Regions from separate parts of the Sus scrofa genome. Here region 2 is linked to region 1. A link is a contact called in public HiChIP or PLAC-seq data. All regions are on one chromosome and are shown on one strand. Each heading gives the region's core, a stretch centred on a gene start, on an enhancer-like site or on the middle of the called end of the contact. The rest is flanking DNA. Distances are from core to core; before and after follow the strand shown. Region 1 overlaps RSRC1 (serine/Arginine-related protein 53). Region 2 holds the start of GFM1 (elongation factor G, mitochondrial).

Region 1 (6,712 bases), core at 1,949-4,448:
TTTTGTTTACCTTGATTTTTGTTGAAGACTGCAATATTACCACACAAACCAGATCAGATTTAATAAGAATGACTTCATAGACCACTATCAAACATATCACCAAACTCAAGCTAAGTGGTGCATCCAGGCCTTCTTTAATATCCTAATATAATGAACCTATAAAACAGAACAGATTTTTCATGTCACTTGACTAATGGCAACAATCTGGACTTACATGAGACCTCAAAGTGTTTTTTTTTTTTTTTGAAACATTAACTTCATACAAAATAAGTATTAATAATACAAGTTTTTATTTCTCAACTGAGTGCATTCTCAGGGAAAATAGAGTAAGAACATTTTTTCTGTCATTCCCTTATTATGAGGAGCCAGGCAGCTAGGGATATGAGAACAGAACAGTTTGAGTCATTCATCTGCTTTGCTTCAGCTTCCCAGCATGTGAAATGAGAATACTAATAGTGGACCTGCCTACCTTGATTTTTTCAGGAAAATAACACAAAAGAAAGTCCTTGATAGAAAAAGTGTACTGCTTATCCAAAGGCAGCATTTTCATTATTTCCTTAATGAAATGTGGAACAAATAGTTGCATGGGTAATGATTTGAAAACTATACCCCAACTTCAGTGTACTCCTGTGTATGTGCTTGAATTGCCATGGCCAGAAGACTCCACCCCAGCTTTGTCCCCAGCTTTCCCTGATCTCTCCCACTGCCAAGACCACAAGAAACCCTTGTGACCCACCATCTACTTTACTTAAGGAATCTCAGGTCTTCTTCACACTTACCCACTTACTCGTTAATATTTTTTTTTTGACTACCTAGTTTGTGCCAGACACAGTAAGGGTGGTTGGGTGTACCTGGGTGAATCCAATGGAGAGCCCACCCTCGGGTGGCTTAGTTATGAAGCCCAGACCTGTTTGTGACATGAGAGATATAGTACTTGATGGCAGAGGAGAGGACATGGTTGCAAAGAAGAGAGAGAGAAATTACTGCAAGTTAGAAAATTAAAGAAGCCTTCATGGATGAGATCACAGCTAATGTAAACTTGAAGGATAAGAAAGCTCCTGGAGCCACAGGAACTTGCAGCCATCCCCTTCCATCACTGCTCTAGAAGGCTGGGAACTGTTGCACCTACAAGGAAGAGGCCCTATGGTGAAAGACCCAAGTGGTTCCGCCCCTTTGATCCTATTAAAAATCCAGGCAAAATGTTAGGTTCCTGTTTGCCCTCTGACTTTCTATGACCATTTCGTCCTTTTGGTGGAGAAATGGCTGAATAAGCCAAACCTTCATTTGACCACTTCAGCAGCAATCTTGTATCACCACCACTTGTCAGCCTAGGTGACATGAGCAAGACATGCAATGGTAGCTGAAAGGAGACTTTCTATACTTCTGAAAAAAGATTTGCAGCTCCCTATAAGATGTTGCACAGCCCTGAGGACCACTGTGTATTCCCTGACTCTCTGTTTTTCCACTGTGTGCTGTTATAGAAAGCATTATTTTGGAATGAGAAGATAAAGTTCACTTGTGGTTTGGTCCTTCCCCAAATTTTCCTTTGGTTTGGGTATCAAGTGAAAATCTTTAAGTGAGCAACTAAGGTGGTAACAAAAGCTAGAAATGTCCCAATGATATGGGACATTTTTGGTCACTAAACTATGGATGAATTGATCTGAATTCTTACACCCACGTTACTCCTTCCTTCCTCCCTTTCCCTACCCCAGGATTCCTTGTGAGTATTACAGAAGAGGTTTTGAACCAGCTCCAGTCTATTACTCAGTTGATAGAGTGTTTGAATTATTTAGAAAATGTTTAAATGTCATCCTTTATGTGTAAGCTATACTTAATCTTTGGAACTCCTTTATGGAATTATGGAAAAGTAAGTCATTGTGAAAAGAAAATAGCTGAGTCTTTACAGTAGAACAGGAGTAAAAATGAAGGTAAGAAAGAACTCTTTGTGAATTCTCTAATCATCTTTACCTGTTATCATAGAGATGGATGTTGATCAATATATTCTACTTGTGTTTTTTCCAAGTCAAAGAAAATTCTGCTATCATATATTTCAAAATTATTTTTGCTTTCACTGTATCCCCAGAATCTAGTCTGTGCCTGACAGAAAGAAGGTTTTCAATAAATATTTTTCAATGAAGGAAGAATGAATTTGCCCCTCTTAAATAGGCAGTCTATTTAGCAGTGTGGCTGTTTAAATTTCTCAAGCTGTTTGGAGCCAGTGGAAAAATAATAGGTGTCTAGGTATATACCCAAAAGAATTGAAAGCAGGGTCTCAAAGAGATATTTGTATACCCATGTTCATAGCAACATTATTCATAATAGCCAAAACAGGGAAGCAACTCAAGTGTCCATGAATGGATGAAGTAAAATGTAGTGTACGTATGCAATGGAGTATTTCTCAGCCTTCAAGAGGAAGGAAATTCTATAATATGCTACAACATGGATGGACCTTGAGGACATTGTGCTAACTGAAATAGTCCAGTCACAAAAAGACAAACACTATATGATTCCACTTATGTGAGGTATTTAAAGTATTTAAAATCATAAATATGGCAGAAAGTATAATGGTGGTTGCCAGGGGCCTGGAGGGGAGGGGAAATGGGGTTGCTGTTTAATGAGTATAGACTTTCAGTTTTATAAAATAAAAAGAATTATGAGGATGGATGGTGGTGATGGCTTCACAACAATGTGAATGTGTTCTGTACACTGAACTGAACACTTAAAAATAGTTAAGATGACAGTTATGTATTTTACCACAATTTTTAAAAATCTTATTTAAAAAGTTAAATAAACAAATAGATGAGTTCTGTAACCAAATTAGTTTGATTTCCATGATTTTTATCTCCAAATGTCTCTGAACTGGCAAAGCCTTTCGATATCATGGGGAAGGGTATCAAGTACCTGGTGCCTTCTCTGTTGCATTAGCAACCAGCAACAGTGGGGCTAGAGTTTAAGCAAGGACCTTACTAGTCTTCACTTAGCCAGACTTTCTTTCTGGTCCAGTTTTTTAATTATAAAAATAATATTTCAAATGATTTAGATGTGGTCATTCAGAGTCCGCCTGCTGGCTCCTGTGGTTGCTCCCCGTGCAAGGGATAGGCCAGTTTTTGAGACGTAAAGTCTACCAGTGTAGTAAGACAACACTTTAAACTCAACAATGTACCATTTTATTTTTAGGTCTTGAGAAGGCAAAATGATCCTGCTGCAGTTCTAGTAGAGAAGGATGAACTGAACTGACCCTCTCTGCACTTCTTGTAACACGGTACTCAGGTTTAAATCCCAGTGTAACAAACCTAGTGTAGTACAAGCTCCCTTCATAGTCTTTTAAAAAATGAACTACTAAAATCCTGTGTCCTCGAAAATCCTTCATCTCTATGGAGTTGATCTTGGTGTGTTGTTGAAGGACAAATTTCATCTTTTGCCAAATAAAAAAACAATTTTTTTCCTGTTCAAAGAAATAAATAAAATCCTACATCTTAAATAAAATCCAGCACTACAGTTTATCTACCTGTGCATGTTCCATGAAAATATCATAAAAAACTTAAAATGGAATTGAAAACATAAATAAATGTATAACACATACCAGCACAATGGATTGAATGACTATATTAAAGATTGGATAGATTTTTTTAAAATGAATTCTGTAACTGGATTATTTATTTAGCCCCACTGTAGCCTTTCTCTTTCCTCTTTCTGCTATAATAAATCTAAAGACCTGGGGAAGATAATGCATAATTCCTTTATTAATAGTTTGAAAAAATACTTTTTTAACTTTCTTTAGAATTAACTTAATAGGAGAAGGTGACAAGTGATTGGTAAACAGGTTAGTATTCGACACAGTCTAGAAAATACCGTAGACTCAGTTACAGTATTGAGGTTCTTAACTTGAAGTTCCAATTTCAAAGTATGTTTATATTGCCATAATAATATAATAACTGTGTAGCATAATTCCCCAAATTATGCAATACAATTCCAAAATTAATTGTTCAATTAGTTTCTAAATCCATTTGAAAGTCATTTACACAAAACTTAGAGAGTTTTTGAAAGAGTTATAAAAACTTTCAGAGTTTTATTTTCTTATTTTTTGAAAAACCTTGTTTAGAATTTACCATAATCTGTGACAAAAATCTCTGTCCTTTTACTAAAAAGGACAGCATAGATTTTAAATGTATTTTTACTTTGGGAGTTTAAAAAATAATACGATGTTTAAATGTCAGTGGGGAATTTGATTATTGGAATCTAGTTCAAATGCACAATTTGTGAGGTGGTACCTCATTGTAGTTTTGATTTGCATTTCTCTAATAATTAGTGATGTTGAGCAATTTTTCATGTGCCTGTTGGTGCTTCGTGTGTCTTTGGAGAAATGTCTATTTAGGTCTTCTGCCCATTTTTCAATTTTTTTTTTTTTTTTTTTTTTGGCTGTTGAATTGTTTGAGTTGTTTGTATATTTTGGAGATTAAGTCCTTGTCAGTTGCATCATTTGCAACTATTTTCTCCCATTCTGTAGGTTGTCCTTTTGAGGTTTTTTCAGTGGTTTCCTTTACTATTGCAAAAGTTTGTAATTTTGATTAGGCCCCATTGGTTTATTTTTGTTTTTATTTCTATTGCCTTGGGAGACTGACTTAAAACATTTGTACAGTTGATGTCAGAGAATGTTTGCCTATGCTCTCTTCTAGGAGTTTTATGGTGTCTTGTCTTATGTTTGTCTTTAAGGAATTTTGAGGGTTTTTTTGTTTTTTTGTTTTTTTTGCATAGTGTGAGGGTGTGTTCTAGTTTCATTGATTTACATGTAGCTGTCCAGTTTTGCCAGCACTACTTGCTGAAGAGACTGTCTTTTTCCCATTTTATATTCTTGCCTCCTTTGTCAAAGATTAATGACCGTAGGTGTCTGGGTTATTTCTGGGTTCCTTATTCACACTGGTAAGAATGGCTATCATTAATAAGTCTACAAATAACAAATTCTGGAGAGAGTGTGGAGAAAGGGAAGCCTCATACACTATTGGTGGAAATGTAAACTGGTACATTTCTACTATGGAAAACAGTATGGAGGTACCTCAGAAAACTAAATATAGAACTACCATATGACCCAGCAATCCCAATCCTGGGCGTATATCTGGACGAAACTTTCATTCAAAAAGATACACGTGCCCCTATGTTCATTGCAGCACTATTCACAATAGCCAAGACATGGAAACAACCTAAATGTTCACTGACAGATGAATGGATTAAGAAGATGCTGTACAATGGAATACTTCTTGGCCATGAAAAAGTACAAAATAATGCCATTTTCAGCAATGTGGATACAACTAGAGATTCTCATATTAAGTGAAGTAAGTCAGAAAGAGAAAGACAAATACCATATGATATCACTTACATGTGGAATCTAAAATGTGGCACAAATTTTAGATATCTGCAGAAAAGAAACAAACTCATGGACATAGAGAAGAGACTTGTGGTTGTCAAGGGAGGGGGGAGGGAGCTGGATGGACTGGGAGTTTGGGGTTAGTAGATGTGAACTATTGCATTTGGAGTGGATAAGCAATGATGTCCTACTGTATAGCACAGGGAACTATATCCAATCACTTCTCATGGAACATGATGGAAGATATTCTGTGAAAAAGAATGTATATATCTGTATAACTGGGTCACTTTGCTGTAGAGCATAAATTGATAGAACATTGTAAATCAACTATAATAAAAAGGTTTTTAAAAAGAAAAGAGGAGTTCCCATGATGGCACAGTGGAAACAATCCGACTAGAAACCATGAGGTTGCCGATTCGATCCCTGGGCTCCCTCAGTGGGTTAAGGACTGCCATGAGCTGTGGTGTAGGTCACAGGTATGGCTTGGATCTGGCATTGCTGTGGCTGTGGTATAGGCCAGCAGCTGTAGCTCCGATTAGACCCCTAGCTTGAGAACCTCCATGTACCGCAAGTGAGGCCCTAAAAAGACAAAAAATAAATAAATAATGTAAAAAAAATTATTCAAACAAAAATTACTAATGTTTTAGAAAAGTGGAATTCGTAAATTAATATGAATGGCCACCATTTTACTACACAAAACCTCTGCTGAACACTTTAAAAATCTCTCACCATTTATGTATTTTTATATAAATTATATAATTTATGCCAGCTAACAAATGGTCACATAGAATTTATTAAATCTATTCATTTTCTAGAAAAAGAACATACAAAGTGAAAAAAATTAAAGAATATACAAAGTGAGAGTTACGTCAAGAATTGAGTTTTCTTAAGTGGTATCTTTCACATTTTTGTGATTTGAGGTTGGTTTATTTTTTTGTTTTCTTTTCCATTGAAAAATAGTAACAAAACTCAAAAGGAAAGTCATCCACATGGAACCAGTTTTTTTTTTTTAATTATTTGTTTATTTTTGTCTTTTTGCCTTTCCTAGGGCCACACTCTTGGCATATGGAGGTTCCCAGGCTAGGGGTCTAATCAGAGCTGTAGCCGCTGGCCTACGCCACAGCCACAGCAACACCAGATCCGAGCTGCGTCTGTGACATACACCACAGCTTGCGGCAATGCTGGAGCCTTAACCCACTAAGCAAGGCCAGGGATCAAACCCACGACCTCATGGTTCCTAGTCGGATTCGTTAACCACTGAGCCAAGATGGGAACTCCTGGAACCAATTTTTGAAGGTAAGCATTGTCCACCCCTCCTGGTCAGCTGCTGCAACCTCTCCCCACCAGGTG
Region 2 (6,712 bases), core at 2,470-4,969, 72 kb after region 1:
CCAGTATAAAGCTGGTTCTATCTCACCTTTTATTCTGTTCCTCTCCGTATCTTTTTCTCCCACTTGAAAAATTTTAAAGATGATCTCAGAAGGAAATCATTATGTTATATGGACTCTCTGTCACCAGGAATATCTAGTCCAAAAAAACCAGGCCAAATTTCTGAGAAAAAATTCAAATTTTTTTTTTTTTTTTTTTTTGGTCTTTTTGCCTTTTCTAGAGCTGCTCCCGCGGCATATGTAGGTTCTCAAGCTAGGGGTCCAATCGGAGCTGTAGCCACCGGCCTACACCAGGGCCACAGCAACGTGGGATGCAAGCCGCGTCTGCAACCTACACCACAGCTCACGGCAATGCCGGATCCTCAACCCACTGAGCAAGGGCAGGGACCGAACCCACAACCCCATGGTTCCTAGTTGGATTCGTTAACCACTGCGCCACGACGGGACCTCCAAAAATTCAAACAATTTGTGCTGCTTTTGCATAAAATGTAGACAAGTGAATTTAAAGAATAGCCTTTGTTATCATAAGAATGTTTTCAAGATAAAAGGAGCTTTTTTTTTTTTTTTTTTGTCTTTTTTTTGTTGTTGTTGTTGCTATTTCTTGGGCCGCTCCCGCGGCATATGGAGGTTCCCAGGCTAGGGGTTGAATCGGAGCTGTAGCCACCGGCCTACGCCAGAGCCACAGCAACGCGGGATCCGAGCCACGTCTGCAACCTACACCACAGCTCACGGCAACGCCGGATCGTTAACCCACTGAGCAAGGGCAGGGACCGAACCCGCAACCTCAGGGTTCCTAGTCGGATTCGTTAACCACTGCGCCACGACGGGAACTCCTAAAAGGAGCTTTTAAGCATGATTTAATAATAATGAATATAAGGTTTATAAATGTATATTTAAAAAGGCTTATAATATATATCTGATAAGTGGATGGATTTGGGCGCATTAATGAATATTTATTTTAAGCCAGATACATGTCTTCTTTTAGGCTTTATTATGTAAATTTTATGCTAATAAAATATTCTAGTTTATATAAAATCAGGATTGAATTTCTCATGATTTAACCTTTCTAAATTTCCTGTATTGATCTTGTGGATCAAGTAAGTTATCACTGATTCCACCAATGGTGTACAAAATAAGATTACAAAATATGAAATGGTGTTTATCGAAATAAAATTGTAATACAAATGTCTTTTAAAGATGTTTTGATCTTACAGAATTATAATACTATTATAAGCACAATGTGTTAGATAAAACTAATTTTTCAGATCTTCAGTTTACTTTTCAAGACCTTAGAAAATTTTAACTTATTCCTTGGATACTTGGACAATTTCTAAGGAAAAAAAAAAGATACAAAGTTTTGGTCATTAAAGACAGTTTACATTTTTATTTTATTTTTTCTGGCTTTGCACCTGTGACATAATGGAAGTTCATGGGTCCGGGAATGAATCTGAGCCACAGCTGCAGCAATGTTGGATCCTTGCCCACTGTGTGGGCCAGAGAGCAAACCCATGTCTCCACAGTGACCTGAGCTGCTGCAGTGGAATTCTTAACTCACTTCATCACATCAGGAACTCCCTATCTTTATTCTTATACATTATAGAATGACTGAATTAACTGAATGTGCACCTGCTTTGAATGATGTTTGTGTTATTTTGCCACTTTAAAACTTAACAGAAGTAATTTATAATGTGTACTCAATTTAGCTAGACACTTCTTGGTTTTTTGTCCTCCAGTTTTCTCTGTGGAGAAAACAAAAGTTTATTACTTTGGTTACAGGGGTGATTAATAAAAATAATTAAGAATACACTCATAATAATTACAGGGACGTATGAAGATACATACACACAGGATAATGAGTATGAATTCTCACTTAAGGAAGTTTTATTAAAGTGGTAATTTCAAAAAGTAATTTCAGAAGTAGTAGATACACTTTTTATTTATTTAATATAATTATAGCTTAAAATTAAAATAAAACCTTAATTTTATTACCATTAACATAATTATGATTTAATTTATATATTTTAAATACTTGCAAAGGCTTATAGAGACTAAATTTTTGAAACCCTAGAAATGAAAAAGTTTACTTAAAAGTGTATTTGACATAAATGGATTTATTCGTCAAAGTAGACCTTTACTACAAATTAATACATGGATAATATACAAAAAGTTCGAAATTCATTATTGACTCTCCGATTTTTCTCTTCTAGTCTCCTGTAATTTACTCTGATTTTTATTTATTTGATTTTATTCATTCTTTAACAAATATTTATTGAGCACCTAGCACAGCAAGGGGTATAGCAGTTTTAAAAAACCAAATCACTGTCCTTATGGCACTCACATTCTTCTTGGAAGAGCCAGGCAATAGCTGCCTTGGAATTTTCTTGTTGCACAGCAAGTTACGGATGCGGTGTTGCCACTGCAGCGCGCCTCAGCGGTTGTTATAGTGCAGTTTGGCTATGGGGCCGGGAACTTCCACATGCGGGGAAGGGGAGGTGGCGATAGACAACTGTGTTAACACGTCTGGATAAATCTAAGAAGCCCTCTGAAGGAAAATGAAATAGTATGCAAACATAGGGAAGAGCTTGCTGTTTTAAAAGGAGCAAACACCTCAGTGATAGATGATATTTGAACACCAAGAAGAAAATATGGGAAAGAGTCATGCCCTTATCTACAGGAGAGCAAAGGCTCTTGGTCATGTGAGGATCAGCAAGAAGGCCAATGAGTCTGGAGGAGAACAGCAGGTGAAATAGGGCTGCAATGGCATAGCTGCTCAAACAAGGTCTTGTTTATTCTTAACCTTATTTTTAAATTTTTAAAATTTAGTTATTTAAAATTTAAAAGGAATTTTTAAAAACTTAGTTATGAAAAACTTCAAACCTATACAAAAGTAGAGATAACAGCAAATCACTGTTATGAGTGATTTCAGAGGGCAAAGGGTATAGCTTAAAACGATCCCTTCAGTTTTTCTATTGGGAATAGGCTGAGAAGCCGCAGGGCAGCAGCAGTAAGATCAGTCAGGCTGTTAGAGTAAATTCCGTGAGAAAACAGCAATGCTTTGAGAGGTGGGGAGAAGCTGCGGGTTCTGAATCTATCTTTGAATGTAGTGCCCGTAGCATGTGGAAACAAAACCAGAAAAGTTGAAGAGTGGTGTCAAAAGGTGACGTTTTTGGTCTGGGCAACCAGAAGAACGGAATTCCTGTTTATCAGATGAAGATCTTGGGAGGATTCAGTGGAAGGTCATTAGCTCGTTTTTGGACATAATAATTTCGAGATGCCTCTAAGAGATCCAAGTGGAATCGTCAAGGATGCTGTCTTCTATAGAGACAGGACATATAATGTATAGGTACTGGACATATATATAGGTACTTAACATTAACCAAAGATGGAACATTTTGAAAAGAGAAAAACATTTGTGGATAGTTCATTATTTTTTTTTACCTTCTTTGCAAGTCATGTCCTATAGAGTATTTGTTCACATTTGTTGAAGTAGCATATGTAACAATTTTTCTTTTTTAAAAAAAACCTTAAGAACTATTTTAAACCTTTCTTCCCGTTGCTGTAGAGGCAAAAGAACCACGTTTAAAGGCCGCCGCTTTCCGGGAACATGCGAAAAGCGTGCTTAGCTCCGCAAAGTGGCTGCACTTTCTCTTCCAAGTCGGCAGAGGGCGTGCGGGCAGCGGAGGGTGCTGCTCAGTTCTGAGATCCGGAAGCCTCTCTCTCTTTCTTTTTTTTCTCCCCTCCTTTGCCTGCTTCTCCCCGGAAGTGCTCTTCCAGCACTGACTGCCGGCGTGACTTTGAACGCTTCTGGCAGTGGTGCAGGTTGCTGGGTACACCGGGCGCTGTGGGACTTTCGCGTCTATTCTACGCTCGCCATGAGGCTGCTGGGAGCCGCCGCCGCCGCCGCGGCCGTGGGGCGCGGGCCGCTCCCGCGGATCCCCGCTGCCCTCGGCTGGCCGGGGAAGCAGGTGCGACAGGGAACCAGGGACTGTCCCCAGGACTTTGCAGTGCCTCCGGGGCTGGAGAGGAAATGACACCCCTTCCCTCCCTGGCATCTCCGAATGCTAGCTGTTGACCTCAGTGCTGAAAAGCCCCTCGGTATCTGCACAGCCTTTGGTTATTTCTGAGCAACGTCTTGGTATCCTGGGAGGTTGGGCGGGCCTCCAATTCATGGTTACGCCTCTTATTATTGGTATACTTAGAAGAGGTGACTGAAGTGAAGGTCAAGACAACTGAAAAATTAGTGTGTCCTGGGCTTGAACTCAGGGCTTTTGACTCATTATCCAGTGCTTTTTTCACTACAGTGTCGGCGGGGCTCCCTGCTCCCTCTTTCAACCGACCTTCCCAGGACTTTTCTTTAATTATATGTCTGCCTTTTGTGGGGGTGTGGAGATGGGGCGCAAAGTGGAATAGTGTTAGGTAGGAGTTGAGCCTTTCCTGTCATGCAAACCACCTTCGCTTTGCTTGCTGGTATTCCTGGGATTTAATCAATGAAGCTAGTTTCCATTTAATATTTTACCCACCTTTTCAAGTTCTTCTGCTTCCCTTCTCCCAGAAGTGGCTGCAGTGCATTTTGGATGTTCACTCCTGTAGGGAGAGGTTTATATTGTGTCTTGATTTCATAAAAGGCTGGACCCTCACCACCATGGTAAATTAAAGTTATTGTTTTATGTCATTAATTTTTAGGCGATAGAAGGAATCGGAAACTTTTTGTGGGCCGCTTGAACCTATTGGCACCGCTGCATAGAGCGTATAAGTCCAAACATCTTTGCTAGCTCTGAAACTATTTTAAGGAGGAAGGGGGAAAAAATCAAAGTAAAATTTAAAGTGAAAACTGTATTTCCTATTAAAGCAGTTGTTGGGAACCATCTTTCTGATTTTATCAGCGCCGGTATATACTTTCAAATCTGTGCCATTTGGTAAAATTATCGGTCCCTTTTTATTTTATTTTATATGTCTTTTCTGCCATCTCTTGCAGTCTCTTTGATTATAGGAATTGCAGGTTGAGACATTCCCTCTTTTGCCTTTTCAGGCTATCTCATATGAAGTTTTGTGTCCATTGAATTTTCTTGGAGGAAGGATGTCCACTGAACCCTAATTGTCCACTGTTAGATCATAAAAAGTGCATTGAATTGAGTTCTCATTTTTTTCAGGCTAATTGGAAGATCTGCCGATGGTGTTCATCAGGGGTGATTCCTAATGAAAAGATACGAAATATTGGAATCTCAGCTCACATTGATTCTGGGAAAACTACATTAACAGAACGAGTGCTTTACTACACTGGTAGAATTGCAAAAATGCATGAGGTATGTGGTTCATGGTAGATTCCAGATTAGTTTTAAGAATGTTAAGTTGATATGTACTACCCTAAAGTAGCTATTAACATGATGTTTATATGCTTTTTTAAAATTTTTACGGCTGCACCTGCAGCATACGGAAGTGCCCAGGGCCAGATGTCAAATCAGAGCTGCAGCTGGAGCCTACACCACAGCCATGGCAATCATTTTAAACCTTTTTTCCCATTTAACAATATAAACGTCTCTGTAACATTTAAAAGCATGTAGAGTTCCCATTGTGGCTCAGTGGGTTAAGGACCTGATGTCTCCATGAGGATGCAGGTTTGAACCCTGGCCTCACTCAGTGGGTTAAGGATCTGGCATTGCCACAGGCTGCAGTGTAGGTCACAAATATGGCCCAAATCCAGCGTTGCCATGGCTGTGTGTAGGCCTCAGCTTGGGAACTTCGTAGGCTGTAAGTATGGCCATAAGAGCGGGCGGAGAAAATCCTTCTCACCCAGGCCTCAAAATCCACAAGTAGTACAGCAGAGAAAAATCTGTTCTCTGAACATCTGCTCACAGACTAATACAGGCTTGTGGGCAGGAACAGTGTAGCAGGAGGAAGGGTGGCTCCAGGTGATTGCTCCGTGGTAGCAGCTGCTGAAAACAACAATGAAAAAAGGCTTAGGGCAAAACCTGTAATCAGTTTTGTTTCATGAGATGATATAGTTTGACAATTAGGTTTCGCTGAAAACTGCATCAATTAACCATTTGTGTTCTGGTTCCATCTGTAAAGATTTCTTTCCTTCTTGGAATGCAGAGACAGAGAAGTCTGAATTGCTGTGCTTGTGTTTAGGTGAAAGGTAAAGATGGAGTTGGTGCTGTCATGGATTCCATGGAACTAGAGAGACAAAGAGGAATCACTATTCAGTCAGCGGCCACCTATACCTTGTGGAAAGATGTTAATATCAACATTATAGATACTCCTGGTGAGTTGAGTTCTTGGTTTCATTGTGGCTTGTTTTGGCAATGGCACATTTAGTTCTTTACTATGATTGAGCTTATTTTGAGTATTAAATAATACTCAAAAGTGTGACTATGAATTTATTATTAGAGAAATCTGACTTGGGATCTAGAGTACTTTATCCTTAAGGGGTTTCTTTGAAAAATAGTGCAAATTGTGACTAGGAAGGGTCTTACCTTTTACATGTTGCAGCTGATTCCAAGGATGCCCATGCTCTAGTATCTTTTTGAAATGATTTTGTGGGTCTCCTGGACTTTATGGTAAATAAATAATATTGGTGGTTTAAGGAATCCATATTTTAATTAGAAGACTTATGTAATGATCAGAGATAGAAAAACATTTACTTGTGCATGTTGTAAAACTTCACACTGTTTTGTTTTGTCTTTTTAGGGCCACACCCTCGGCATATGGAGATTCC

Evidence for each region. HiChIP or PLAC-seq counts read pairs in DNA pulled down with a chosen protein or histone mark.
Region 2: an H3K27ac HiChIP or PLAC-seq map of skeletal muscle shows a contact between it and region 1. The contact joins the promoter of GFM1 here to the enhancer-like site in region 1. A contact is called at or near these places in 6 of 47 Hi-C or Micro-C datasets (embryonic fibroblasts, fetal heart ventricle, heart right ventricle and 2 more) and 1 of 2 datasets of contacts at active chromatin or transcription factors (skeletal muscle).

Annotation. Positions count from the first base shown.
Region 1 is chr13:98,335,968-98,342,679 of Sscrofa11.1, forward strand. RSRC1 (serine/Arginine-related protein 53) reads left to right here. Exons shown (of 10, transcript XM_021069723.1): 10 at 1-2,141. Among named protein-coding and RNA genes, the nearest start is that of MLF1, 18 kb to the right of the region's middle. Within about 2 kb of position 3,199, at least 1 of the 83 cell types and tissues checked has an H3K27ac peak or open chromatin away from gene starts, as enhancers often do. A contact at or near this core is called in skeletal muscle, where this site is marked.
Region 2 is chr13:98,407,413-98,414,124 of Sscrofa11.1, forward strand. GFM1 (elongation factor G, mitochondrial) reads left to right here and starts at 3,720. Exons shown (of 18, transcript XM_003358643.4): 1 at 3,720-3,962; 2 at 5,148-5,300; 3 at 6,127-6,259. The coding sequence starts at 3,870.